4 separate regions of the Mus musculus genome follow, and all the other regions are linked to region 3. Evidence: chromatin contacts called from public Hi-C, HiCAR-type and HiChIP or PLAC-seq data. All regions are on one chromosome and are shown on one strand. Each heading gives the region's core, a stretch centred on a gene start, on an enhancer-like site or on the middle of the called end of the contact. The rest is flanking DNA. Distances are from core to core; before and after follow the strand shown.

The links. A called contact is a pair of places that touch in the nucleus more often than the background predicts. HiCAR-type assays count read pairs that join an accessible place to other places. HiChIP or PLAC-seq counts read pairs in DNA pulled down with a chosen protein or histone mark.
Region 1: an HNF4G HiChIP or PLAC-seq map of pancreatic cancer cells shows a contact between it and region 3. The contact joins the promoter of Serf2 here to the promoter of Sord in region 3. A contact is called at or near these places in 2 of 115 datasets of contacts at active chromatin or transcription factors (embryonic stem cells and pancreatic cancer cells).
Region 2: a contact with region 3 is called in a HiCAR-type map of kidney, with 3 times the contacts expected there. The contact joins the promoter of Sqor here to the promoter of Sord in region 3. A contact is called at or near these places in 8 of 39 promoter capture datasets (the 3T3-L1 cell line, 3T3-L1-derived adipocytes, frontonasal cranial neural crest and 5 more), 1 of 15 datasets of contacts at CTCF or cohesin (large pre-B cells), 3 of 484 Hi-C or Micro-C datasets (embryonic stem cells, palatal mesenchyme and uterus), 4 of 115 datasets of contacts at active chromatin or transcription factors (embryonic stem cells, kidney, large pre-B cells and 1 more) and 2 of 9 other capture datasets (adipose tissue and liver).
Region 4: a contact with region 3 is called in a Hi-C map of liver, with 2.2 times the contacts expected there. The contact joins the enhancer-like site here to the promoter of Sord in region 3. A contact is called at or near these places in 4 of 39 promoter capture datasets (the 3T3-L1 cell line, hippocampal neurons, liver and 1 more) and 1 of 484 Hi-C or Micro-C datasets (liver).

What each region holds. Positions count from the first base shown.
Region 1 is chr2:121,447,120-121,450,479 of GRCm38.p6, reverse strand. It overlaps Serf2 (small EDRK-rich factor 2), which reads right to left and starts at 1,282. Exons shown (of 3, transcript NM_011354.3): 1 at 1,039-1,282; 2 at 397-505. The coding sequence starts at 1,045.
Region 2 is chr2:122,764,051-122,767,172 of GRCm38.p6, reverse strand. Sqor (sulfide quinone oxidoreductase) reads right to left here and starts at 1,814. Exons shown (of 10, transcript NM_001162503.1): 1 at 1,734-1,814.
Region 3 is chr2:122,233,186-122,236,526 of GRCm38.p6, reverse strand. Sord (sorbitol dehydrogenase) reads right to left here and starts at 1,688. Exons shown (of 9, transcript NM_146126.4): 1 at 1,569-1,688. The coding sequence starts at 1,634.
Region 4 is chr2:122,787,049-122,790,582 of GRCm38.p6, reverse strand. It overlaps Sqor (sulfide quinone oxidoreductase), which reads right to left. Exons shown (of 10, transcript NM_001162503.1): 3 at 2,955-3,125. Among named protein-coding and RNA genes, the nearest start is that of Sqor, 23 kb to the right of the region's middle. Within about 2 kb of position 1,477, at least 27 of the 459 cell types and tissues checked have an H3K27ac peak or open chromatin away from gene starts, as enhancers often do. A contact at or near this core is called in liver, where this site is marked.

The DNA.
Region 1 (3,360 bases), core at 33-2,532, 790 kb after region 3:
TATTCTGTACTAAGTACCACACCCCAACAACACTAGTGAGAAAGTCGGGAAGAGGGAGGAGAGACAAGCAGCAAGGAGGGTCAAAAGTACTGGGCTGTCAAAACAACTACACTTGATATGTGAAGCCCCTGCCCTTGCCCTTAAGGTCAGAACTAAGGCCCGCAGAAATCAGCCTGCGGACAGGGACCCGCCCCAGTCCCTTCCTGTATGGCTGTGACCTAACAATTTAGAGTGGGGAGGAAATAAAACCCTAGAGGAAGCAATGCACTCTGCCCCTCACATCTAACCTAGACTTGGACCCTGCAATAGCTCTCTCTCCTGGTACACCCCTTTCTCTAACCCAGGTCTCCCCGTCCAGTCCCGGCCCGACCCTTCCTTTTCCCTCCCTGGGGCTACCTCTGCTTGCGGGCGGCAGCAGAAAGCCCATCATCTCGGCGCTTTCCCTTAACCGAGTCGCTCTGCTTCTTCATGTTCTTCTGGCGGGCGAGCTCTCGCTGGTTACCGCCTAAGAAGAAGAGAAGGTACAAAGTGAGACGCCGGAGCCGCTCCACGTACACACCAGCGCCCCTCCTCCCCGCAACTGGGACCCCGACCGTCCCCCCAACCCCCGCCGCAGCGCCGACCCCATCGCGGGGCTTCGGCTGCCCGGGGTAGGTTAACTTGGGGGTGCGGGAGGACGGTGCGGTCGAGACTGCTGGCGGCGCGCGTCAAGTTTGAGGCGGCGCGGGGGCCCAGACAGCTGCTGCGGTGTGTGGGACGCGCCGGGGCCTCACGGGCACGCGCCGGGGCCCACCACTCAGGGAACCCGGCTTCCCCAGCGCGGAAAGCCGGCGGCGGCCCGCGCCCAACACAGGGGTCTCCGCAAGTGGCGGCGTGCAGAGGGCTGCGCTTCCGGCTGGGCGGGAGGCAGCTGGAGAGCGCTCCCTAAAGACCCTTCCGCCCGCCGGGGAAGCCGAGGGGACGCACACGCCGGCACCCGGGCGCGCGGGGAGCGAGAGCAGAAAGAAAAGGGAGAGAGGAAAAGGTCCCAGCACTCACGGGTCATGGCGACGGCAGCGGCTCCAACCTGCCTCCGTTGCGTCCCCCTCGTTCGGGCCGACGTTGCAGGCCCCGCCCCCTTCGCGCGACGCCACCAAGTCGTCTTCTTCCTCCCGCCCCTTCACGCCCGGGCGCCCGCTTTCATTGGGCAGGGGGAAACACGTGGAGTGCGGTGCCACGCGCCAGTCCCGGAGGGCGAAGAGCGGAGCTCGGCGGGCGGAGCGCTGGCACGGGGCGGGGCTTCCCCGGAGCGCTGGGTCCCAGCCTGTAGAAACTAGGCCGGGTCACGTGGCCGGGGGGTGGAGGGGTGCGGCTGGCGATGTGGCGCTCCGACGGGGCCGGGCACGTGACTAGGCAAAGTGACCTCATGTGGGACAGTTTAGGGTACTGACTGACAAAGTCGCCCCGAAGGAACGCGGGGGAGGGGCGGGGCGGGGACGGGACGGGGTGAGGGCGGGATTTCCTAGGTCGTTCATCCGGTTATGTGCTATCAGTTCTCTGGAGCTAAACTTAGTGCGGTTCCCCGGTCTCCGAGCCTCTTGGCCGAACACTTGCCACAGTTGTCTGAAAACATACGCAGACAATTAGGAAACCCCTTTCCACTTTCCTCGCCCCTAAGCGCAGCCAGTTTTAGTGTGTCATAAAGTGATCCTGCAATCATTTCCCAAGAGCTTGAGTCCAGAGCTCCTGCATGCACATCTCCACTACTGAACTGGACTTAAGACTGCCCACAGAAACTTTGAATGTGCCTTGGGGGTGACGAAGCATACCCGAATCTGACTGTGGAGTTACTTCAGGAACCGAGATTAGGGAATGCTCCTATTTTATTAGTTTGCATCTCTCTCTTTCTCTCTCTCTCTCTCTCTCTCTCTCTCTCTCTCTCTCTCTCTCTCTCTGTCTCTGTCTCTCTGTCTCCTCTCTCCTCCTCTCTCCTCTCTCTCGACCGTGCCTACATTGTATCATTTCCCCTAAACCTTACATTTGGTTTGTAAGAGAAATCAGGCTGGTAACTAAATCTTTATTTTCGGTTGCTGAATCACAGATGCGCGCGCCCCCTGTAGAAAAGATTAGTTAAGCCTTCTCTCCCTTCCCAGGTCCAAGACAACAGGAATTCTGCTAAACTATCATGAAATAACCCCAACATGAACCAGAACAGTAGGATGCGTTTCCTGCTGACCAGAGGCACTTTATCCTGTCCAGTACCTTCACTAAGCAGCTGAATTCAGAGACTTCACTCCACTCTTTCACCAGAGTCGCCTAAGACTACTGAAAAACACAGATATTTACACTACGATTTATAATAGAAAAATTACAGTTTAAAAATAATTCTAGCCGGGCGGTGGTGGCGCACGCCTTTAATCCCAGCACTTGGCGGATTTCTGAGTTCGAGGCCAGCCTGGTCTACAGAGTGAGTTCCAGGACAGCTAGGGCTACACAGCTGTTGTCTCGAAAAACAAAAACAAAAAATAATTCTATGGTTGGGGGTCACCACTACATAAGGAACTTTATTAAGGGGTCGCAGGACTGGATCCATGAACTCTCATAAAATGGTAGGTATGGTGGTGTGTTATCTGTAATCCTACTACTCCCATAGTGAGAAGAGAGGTAGAGATGGGAGAATTTTCTGGAAGTTCAAGGACCAGTGAGCCTGGAATACAAAGCAAAAGCAATCCAACAGAAACAATGACAGACCCTGCCTCAGAAAGATAATAAAAGACAGTGGTGGCACACGCCTTTAATCCCAGCACTCCGGAGGCAGAGGCAGGCGGATTTCTGAGTTCCAGGACAGCCAGGGCTATGCAGAGAAACCCTGTCTCAGGACAGCCAAGGCTATGCAGAGAAACCCTGTCTCGAAAAATCAAAATAAATAAATAAATAAATAAGATAAAAGTGAAAGTTGTTCTCTAAAGACACACACCGGGATGAAGGAAATGAATTTAAATGTATGGTGGTAAATTTTGATGGGACTGTAAACTAATGCCTATCCCAGAATCAAGTTGAGACTAAGACTTCAAACTGGCTTTGTGAAGAGCAGATAGGAAACAAAACCACAAAACAAAACATTACCATCTTCAATTTTTCCTATGTTCAATCCCACTTGAACTATTAATATTTTTAAAGATTTTTTTTCAAAAATATGTGTGTGTATATGTGTCTGGGTGTGGGTTTGTGTAGTACCCATAAAGGCCAGAAAAGTGTGTTGGATAGCTTCGTGGCAGAGTAGTTACAGGTGGATATGAACCACCCAGTGTGTGTGTGTTGAGAACCAAATCCCGCCCCTCTGCTGAAATATTGTTATCCTCTTAACCACAACTGAGTCAT
Region 2 (3,122 bases), core at 565-3,064, 530 kb before region 3:
TGGGTTCTGTCTCCATTCTTTACAAGACATTTCCTACATTACAACACATCTTATTAACAAGCCTACGCATGGGCAAAAGAAACCTCTGGAATCCTACTTTCCTATCAAGACAGTTTGTCTTCTATGGCGAGGCACCAGACCCACAACAGACCCAAGGGCCCTCCCCAGTATTCACATCCCCAAGTTGGATTTATGGATTTGCTCTGATGGATTCAAAAGAAGCAATTAGTTTTAAACAGCCATTTCCCAAGCTTCCAGCTGTCTCCTAGATGCCTTCACAAGCAACCACCTCCATGTCATCCAGCAGACCTTTTATGTACCAGATTTAGGGATGTAAAGGCCAGTATCAGACAAGGTTGGGGGGGGGGGGCGTTTTACCTACCGCATCCCTCTGCATCAAGTTCAGTAGGGATGCTTTTCACCTGTGAGAAGGCATTAGGCTTGGGGGAGGAGTGCCGGGCTTTTCTCATTCTCTTCCTTAGGAAAAGCAGATGCCCAAAGAAGCTGGGGATAGAGGACATAGTGGTAGTTCAAGAAAGTGTTAAACCCAAGAAGCTAAGTTGCCTAACAAGTAATCAACACCCTTTCTGCTAACAGGGTATCTATCTAAATTGAGGTCCATTCATCTGAATGAAAGAAAAAAAAAATCTTCACCTTCCACTGATGTCTACTTGAAATTTAACATTCTCTTCAAGGACTGTGTAGGCAGCTGGCCACAGCAATATTAGCAGTATTTATGATGTTTTAGAAATGTGTTTACAGGTAGTGCCTATATCTTGAATTCTATATTCTGAGCTATTCAAAATTATAATAGTTATTTGCTTTTTAAATTTATATGGCATTCTTTTAAATACTTTAGTGGCTGTTTTCTTTCATCATAGCCTGCCTTAAATTTTATGTTTTTAAAAGTCTCTTGAGAGATAGATGGCTCAGTGGTTAAGAGCTCTTACGGAGGGCTTACTTCCAGAGGAATTGAGTTCAGTTCCCAGCACCCAGATGAAAGCTTATAACCCCAGTTCCAGGGCATTAGGCATACATGCAAACGAACTAACTATACACATGAAATAAAATAATAAAGTTTAAAGCAAAAAGGGAAATCTTCTAAGAAAGAGTCCTTAGTTTTCCCCCAAACTCAGAACTGTCAGAGGTAGCTGCAGGTTTTAAAAAAAAAAAAAAAGGATCAGAAAGCTGTGTTTACAGAGGAGAGGTTTACAGCCTGTGCAAACTCTCTGACTCAGCTTCAGTCTGTGAGCCCTAGAAGCTGGGGTGGCTCTCGGAGAAGTAAGTAAAAGTAAGGTGAAAAGTTTCACCAAAGAGCCTTTTCTCCCTTGTACTAATTGCCAATCAGCCTGGCCTGTGCTTCTCCGCTGACCACCTCCCACCCCCAGCGCCCTGGGTACCTCCCCAGATCAATGCCAGTCTCAACCCACCCGGCAGGCAGGGCAAGGTGCTGAGTGACAGACAACAAGTGGAACTAACGTTTCTGAAATTCCCACGCACCGAGACCACACGTCCAAGCTGTGTGGGTGGAGAGGGTGCCAGGGCCATCCTCTCTGCATCGCTGAGGCTGGGCCACTAAGGAGAAAGCATTGAAGTCCACCGAGTCCCAGACCAAAGGGGAGTCTGTCAGGGGTTGGAAAAGAAGAAGGGCGGCCGGGAGCGCGGAGACAGAACCGAGGTGGGCGACAGCGAGCGGCTATAGGAGGGTAACAGCGTCGTGGGGTGCGTCTTACCGGGCTGAGCGACACCGTGGGCCCCAGCGCTGGCGCAGCAGAAACTACTGTGGCGCTGGAGCGCTGGCCTCGCATAGCCCCGCCTGGCCGCCGGGGCGGGGAGGCAAAGGCCAGGGGCGGGGACAGCCACCACCCCCACACCCCCAACCTCCGGAGGAGGAAAGGCCGCCAGGGCGCTACCCAACAACAAACCCGGAGGGGAATGCGCACCTTGGAGCAGGCACGGACACCGGAGGCATGGGTGGTATGGGTGATCCTTGCTCCCCATGTCCTGCGACTGTCCCCACGCAGCCTAGACGCTTTTCTTACGCCTGGGGTGCAGACAAGGCCACCTCTACTCAGAACCGCGCGGCACCTTCCCCTGGAACCTGCTGGCTCCTAGGAGTTGTTCTTTTGGTGCCTGACAAGTCACTGTTCTGCCCCTTCTAAGGACTGACTGTTTGAAGGCACAAGCCAGAGACCGCGGCTTCATGTGTTAAAACAAATACAGTTCCTAAAAGTTGCTAAGGCCTCAACTTAAAAAAAAAAAAAAAAAAAAAAAACCTCAAAGAACACGCAAATGCCACCAACTTTTTTTTTAAGCATAACTAAGTTTCTTTCGCACTTGTTTGATTATATGCATTTTAATAGTTTTTGAGTCACTTCTTTCAAACTGTCTTCACTCTGAAGGATCTATAGAAAAATTGCTTGGTCGCAAACAGGGACTACGGGTTTGATGGTAAGCCTGGTGGCACTTGCTGGCACCTGCACCTGCAACACTGCCTCCCTAGTAATTTTCCGTGACTTTGTGCAGCAACAGGTAAGTCTGGTAAAGAACTTGGAAACAAAACCAAATGTGATCTGTATTTACTGATAAAGCTATTGCTGGAAACAGCGTATTAAGACTATGTAAAAATAATCCTTAATGTCTGCCATACTCTAAACTAAAACTGAATTTATTTTATCAATAAAATGTTTCACATACTTGAGAGTTGAGGCAAGGGGCGGGGCACCAGAAAAAAATGTTCAGGCCTCAGGACAGTTAATTGTTGTATAGTACTGAACATAACCCTGATTTCCACCCTCTAAGTGCCAACAATTGTAGCCCAAAGTTTTGACAAAAGCAAAACTCTACACACATATTTCCAAAGCAATTCGTACTATTCTTCATCTCTCCTTCCTCTCCATCCTCATTAAGAAGTCCTGGTTCCTGTGAATGAATCAAGGGCAGTCTGTTTGCAGGGTGTTTGGAGGTCTATGGCTGGAGAATCGAGTTGGAAGCCGTGTCCTGAATAGTTCCCACACGCTGGGGCATCTATGTATCGTTCTATTACCCCACTGAAGTCCCTTCTTTCCATCAGTGTCTTGCCCATCAGACATTAAGACTGAGAAGTTACTCCATTGGCATTC
Region 3 (3,341 bases), core at 439-2,938:
AACTCCTGTTTTTCTAGAGCTATGCCCTGGACATAGGCCAGTTTCTGGACTTACTGGTGGCTGGGAAAGCATCTCTGGGAAAGCCTAAGCTCTCTTTCCCTTCAAGCCCTGTTGGAATCCTGCTTTAGATATTAGGAATGGGTGTTTCTCCAAAGAATTCCAAAGAATGTGAGCTCAGGAGGCAAGGGTTTTTATCAGCAGACCCTGCCCCTAGTCCACTCAAATGGAAGCTAAGCCTCAGTTGCCCAACCCATCCTCCATGGAAAGACCAAACTGTGGCTGTGTGGCATTGCAGTGGTGGCACACGCCTTTAATCCCAGCACTCGGGAGGCAGAGGCAGATGGATTTCTGAGTTCAAGGCCAGCCTGGTCTACAAAGTGAGTTCCAGGACAGCCAGAACTACACAGAGAAACCCTGTCGGGGGGGGGGGGGGGAGAGAGAGAGAGAGAATGAGAATCACAAATCACTGTGTCTCTTTAATTTTAATGCAGGATGTTGAGTAGATGTTCAAATGTGATTGGAGAGAGCACTAGAAATTGAATTTGAATCTGACTGAGTTCTTGTCTTGGCTGTTAACTAACCAAGGCTACCATCTTGGGAACCACAACGATTCTTGGTTTGGAATCCACAGAAGTCTACAGGTGGAAGAGTTAAGGAACTCAGAAAATGCTTAGTCTGCAACCACAGATAAACCACTGAGGACAGGCTATTAAACAGACAAGAACTCTTCATCTGAATGAGTCTCTCCTGGTACATGTTCTTTGAATGGGAAGGAGACAGACTCTAGGGTGCAGGAGAGATGGCTGGTATCCAATCTCCAAACTGCATGCCCGCTGAGATGGACTTTGTCAAGGGAACTTTGGCATGACCACAAAGATGACTCGGCAAATGTCTGAACTTTGGTTCAGGGGGCAGAACTAAGTTTAAAGCCAGAGGCAGAGGTAAACAGAATGAATGCTCCAAGGTAGTGATCCAGATGTGGACTAAAGGAGATAAGCACCAGGCTATATCCCCAGTTAAAATGCATTATTAACACTTACTGAATGCTAGGCCCTCTCATGATAATAATTCTGCTATGGGATATTATCAGTTCCAAACAAAAAGGATTAAATAGAAACTTCACTGCTTTTAAATGCCACCATGCCACCTTTTTCTGTCCTCCACTGTCTACAAGAGAAGATCTGGGTAGATCCTAATCCTGGAAGTCTCCCTCTGACCCTTCTGAAGAGCAATAACAACAGTGTGAGTTTGCAGCTATTAGAGTCGAAGGCTTGATTAGTTTTCAACGGTCCTGGGCACAGGTCACGTGCCTGGCGCCCGGTCTAGGCTCTGGGAGCACGCGACCAGAACTCTCTCTAGAGATAGATAACAATTACCCCACCCCCACCTCCCGGTAACCAGCTGAGATCTGGGTAAACCCAGGCAGTCAGGGGTGCTTGGCACGGGCTATCTGCCAGCTCTATGAGCAACAGAACTTGGGAGTGGGTACCACTGCTGAGCCTGCCAGAGGGGCAAACCGGAGCTGGGTGGGTGACTGCCTGAGTTCCCACACTCCTTCCCCTTTTTACCAGGCGGATGTCTCCAGGTCCGTGCACCACCAGGGACAGGTTCTCGCCCTTAGCTGGAGCTGCCATGTTGCTCTCTTGCTTCGAGGTGTCCGCTGGACCCGGCGGGGAGCTGGTGGTTCTGCTCGTCCAACCGCCAAGGGTCTGGAGTAAGGGGCTGGGGCGGAGCCTAGAGAAGGCGAAGCGCGGGCCCGGGGCGGGGCCTGCGCACTTGACAGCCAGGAGGCGGGGTCGCGCGAGGTGGGAGGGGGGAGGCGGGGGACGAGACTTCACTCAGACTTAGCAAGCCAGAGTAAAGAGAGAAAGCAGCCTACGGAGGCCGTGGGGGATTTGTGGCTGCAGAAGACCCGGCTAGCACCCCTCGAACAGCAAGTTTAAGTCTGAGGTGGAGCGCGGGTGTTTTGTGTTACTAACGGGAACAGTGCGCTGCTGCAGGCAGGACGCCGCGAGCGCTCTGAAAAAAAAAAAAAAAACAAAAACAAAACAAAAAACCGCTGTCTTTCCAGCAACCGACAAAGGGCCTGACACTCGCAGGAGTGAAAGAAGGAATGTATGTGTCACGTGGTCCTGATGCATCTGCATCAAGATGCTGTAGGGCAGAATTTGCAAGCCTTTCTCTTTAAAGGCTTTCTCGCTTTCCATTGGCAGCCGGATTTCTGCCCAGATCCCGCCTTTAGTGCTCCCCAGTCAGGACAAACAGGTTTTTACTTTAGAGATGGAGCTTGCTGCCCCTTTCCTTAGCTATCCATTCCCTTCCTTTCCCTTCTTCTGTGTAGCCTTGGCTGGCCTGGAATTTGCTCTTTAGACCAGGCTGGCCTTGAACTCAGAGCTCTTTCCAGCATCATACCTACTACTAGTCTTCCGAGAATTATCACCAGAGCTCTCAGCTCTTGATGTCTCCCTGTGAGGATGGAACGGAGTCTTACATTCTTTAGCAGCAACTCCTGGTGCACTAGAAAACCCGCCGAGGCTGTTTTATTTATTCACAAGAAGGCAATGAGATGTTTGGCACGCGAGGAGAGCTTAATGGAGACGGATACCAAATAAGAAAGGGGGAGTGGAAGCCGGGCGTGGTGGCGCACGCCTTTAATCCCAGCACTCTGGAGGCAGAAGCAGGTGGATTTCTGAGTTCGAGGCCAGTCACTATACAAAGTGAGTTCCAGGACAGCCAGGGCTACACAGAGGAAACCCGGTCTCAAAAAACAAAAAAAATTGTCTTTGTTTTTGTCTACAGAGTGAGTTCAGGGCAGCCAGGGCTACACAGAGATACCCTGTCTCGAAAAACCAAAATAAATAAATAAATAAATAAATAAATAAATAAATAAATAAATAAATAAGTGGTCTGCCTGAATGTATGTGTGTGCACGACTGGGTGAATGGTGTCTCTGGAGGATATAAGACCGAACTGGATCTTCTGGACCTGGAGTTACAGATGGTTGTGAGCTGCCCTTTGGCTGCTGGGAATTAAACCCGGGTTTTCTGCAAGAGCAACAAGTGCTCTTAACTACTGAGTCATTCCTCCGGCCCCAGGATGGATTTTTTAATGTATTTTTTAATTGAAATGCTAACAAATTTCTAATTACAGTTCTTCCCCCAGCCTAACCCCTGCCCCCCAAAAAACTACACACTGAGTATTGTAGTTGAGATTCAAAGCTGAGAAAATTAAAACTTAAAAGAAGTCCTCAGGTTCTTGTAACACACAAACTAATCAATAGCAGCCACACTACTTAACTCTAGAAAGCCTGACCCACAGCCCCAGACCTGACCCACAACCTA
Region 4 (3,534 bases), core at 228-2,727, 550 kb before region 3:
GGGGAAACTTTAGAGCGTTGTTGTGAAGTTAAGGAAGAAGTTGGGGAATCTGGTAGGGTTCTTCTAGGACCTCACTGAGCATAGCACTGCCCAGGCTGATGGCATCAGAAATCGGTACATAACATCTCTCCGGAGATATCTGGTGGGTTTTAATCCATCCTCCCACTCTGAGTCTTTTGGAATTATGATTCTTGTCACCCACTTAGCAATTTTCACCACAGATGGGAGCCTTTAAGTTCAAGTTTTAATTTTGTAGCAGGTCCCTCGAGAGCCTTCTTCAGACTGCATAAATTAATCAGTGTTCTTTAGCAAACAGGATTCAATTTACCAAATCCTTCTATTCTTAGTATCGTGTCTCCTGTCACAGACACCAGAATAAAAGTGGACTTGTGGGCACTGCTATGACCTAGACTGTCTCTCTGACGCCCTTGCCTTGGGAGTCTGTGTTCTAGACCACAAGCCTTATTTCTTCTCTGAACTCCAGTGTTTTCCTTCCTACCCCCGTATTCTAGCCACACTGGCTCATTTCCTCCAATACTCCCTCACTGCCCCCAAGGCATTTGCATGTAGCTCCTACCTCTAACCCTAATTAATGCCTACTAATTCTTTAACTAAGAAAGAACTCCTTTAGGCAAACCTTCCTCGACCTAACAAGCCTGACTGGTTCTTGTCATGCTGTGACTTAATAATTTCTGGTGTTATTACCTAAAACCCTTATCTTTCCCATCAGACTGCGTTCCTGGAGGAGATAAACTCTCTCGTTGTTAAGTTCAGTCTTCAGACTAGCATCTAGGACATAGAAGGTGGGTAGTAAATACTTGTAAGGAAGGCACGTCTCGGTTTCTTCATTTGTGAAATGGGAACGGTACCTGCCTTGGTGAGCTGCTTTGAGCACTCAATGAGCGGAAACCTGTAAAGCACTTAGAGCTGTCTTTTGCAGGTGCAAGCTCAGGAAGTGTTGTTACTGTTTTCTAAAGAACATTAAAAGGGGAAATGTGGCCTGCGTGTTCAGTATGAGCCAGCACAGCTTAGTAGCTGGCTGAGGGTGGGTTTGTCATCTTTGAACCTTTTGTTGGCACGCTTCTCTTTCTAAATTGCTATGTGACAGTTATTTAGTTGGTGAGCCTGGAGTGTTGCAAGGGTTTGGCTGCTGATTTACTAGGCTCTTAGCATCAGGATCTCTCTCCCTGTCCCCACCCCGACCTCGTTTACGAAATGGGAATCTTTGTCCATATTAAGCCTTCTGGCAAGGTCTCTGTCGTTCTCTGGAATTGCTCAAAAGGCAAGTCTACAAGCTTTGCTATTCCTTCGGGTTTGGGTCAGCAGACTTAGAACTTTGTTCAAAAGGCTTGAACCTTTTGGGGTTTTGGGGGGATCAGGCCAGGGGTTGTTTTGTTTTGCTTTGCTTTGTTGATGTTGTTGTTGTGTTCTTTCTAGCAGGGCTTCATTCTTTCATTAACCTCCCTCCCATAAGCTTGTCGGTGCCCAGTCCTTACAAATAATCGATATTACACTTTGATAAAACCACCAAGGTATGTGTACTGGCTAGTTTTGTGTCAACTTGACACAGCTGGAGTTATCACAGAGAAAGGAGCTTCAGTTGAGGAAATGCCTCCATGAGATCCAGCTGTAAGGCATTTTCTCAATTAGTGATCAAGGGGGAAAGGCCCCTTGTGAGTGGGACCATCTCTGGGCCGGCAGTCTTGGGTTCTATAAGAGAGCAGGCTGAGCAAGCCAGGTGAGGCAAGCCAGTAAAGAACATCCCTCCATGACCTCTGCATCAGCTCCTGATCCCTGACCTGCTTGAGTTCCAATCCTGACTTCCTTTGGTGATGAACAGCAGTAGGGAAGTGTAAGCCAAATAAACCCTTTCCTCCCCAACTGCTTCTTGGTCATGATGTTTGTGCAGGAATAGAAACCCTGACTAAGACAGTATGTGTGGAGCAAAGTATCATTCCTTTACAGAATGCCTGTGTTTCCCCTTTAGGACATCACCACAGATCCCAGGCCCTCTAATGGTTGGCTTCCCTACAGAACCAAGACATTCAAGGTATCGACTGTCTGGATGGCACAGAGTACAGATCAGGACTGATTTTATTATCTGTCTACTTGCATAAAACTCTATTTTTCCACAAGCAGCTAAAAGTGTTTGTAGATTCACTCATCCAGCAAGCATTGCTGAGGTCCTTGCTAGTTCTAGGACTGCAAGAAGAAAATGGAACCTTCATCCTCTGGGGGTGACCTGTGATGTAAGGGAAGGTCTGGCTTTTGTACAACAAGCTCACTGAGGAGGGGCCTGTGGCAAGGGTGAGTTCCCTGACGAACTGATTGGCAGCTGCAGTTCTGGGCTCAGCAGCAGATAGAAAACATGAAATTGCAGCTTGATACTGAGCCTGTGGTCTCACCATTGTACTTCAGTGGATCCGTCAAAAACCTTGTGGGTCTCATGTAGAAGGTTACCTCTAACTAGTGCTAAGCACTTCTGAACCTCTCCTCTGGCAGCATTGGTTCCCTTAGTGCTGGGACAAACCTTAGTCACATGACTCTCCTAATTGTCTGGAAGGTTGCCTGGACTGTGACTTGAGTAGATATTTCCCAAAACTCGCCTCCTATGGAAAGCCAGATATCAGTTAGAAATGCTAGCTTACTTCAAAGGAAAGGGAAAACGCAGCTGCTATTTCAATACATAGAAATAACATTTGTTCAACAAAAATTCAGTCTGGAGATGCTGTACTAATCAATGAGGTCCACCGTATCACACAGTGAATGTTCAAAACCACTTAATCCTTCCACCTATTCCATATACTATACACTGCCGTGTCATGCAGCTTTTAACACACAGCTGTAAACACAAACATGGGCATCTGTGCCAGCTTCCATTCTGAGGGTGTGCAGCTTGGAAATGGCGATGCCGCCCCCAGATAACAAGAAAGCCCAGCAGCCCCAATGGTTACCTCCTTGCCACTGTCTGTGCGGATACAGTTCTCGTCTGGGTTAAGTTCCGCCACTCTATCTTGAATCCACTGCACTCCGGATGGAATCACACTCAGTGTGGAACGGACTGACAAGGACAACTCTTTGGCACCCGCGCCCACTAGTGTCCAGATTGGCTGGTAGAAGTGCCTCTGAGAAACAAAATAGTAAGGGATCTTGTTTCCATATGAGCCATATCCAAAGCATTTTAGTTGAAGTTATTTCAGCTAGATTCACAATCATTCCTTCCTGACCCTTAGAGCACTGCATAGGGAAGTCAGCAGAGGGTTAATCCCCAACTCTTCTGTCTTCTACTACCATAACTCTGGAAGATTGTTACCAACCAAGAATAATTCCAAGACCAACAAAACAAAATGATGAGCTGTCTTTAATGACTACTGAATTTGCCACAATTATTTATTGCTAAAAGCTGACTTGATGTTTATTATGTATTGTTAGATAGGTAGGTAGGTAGGTAGGTAGGTAGGTAGGTAGGTAGGTAGGTAGATAGATAATTTATATCTACTTACGTGTATAATTTATGTACATAGATAGTAAGGA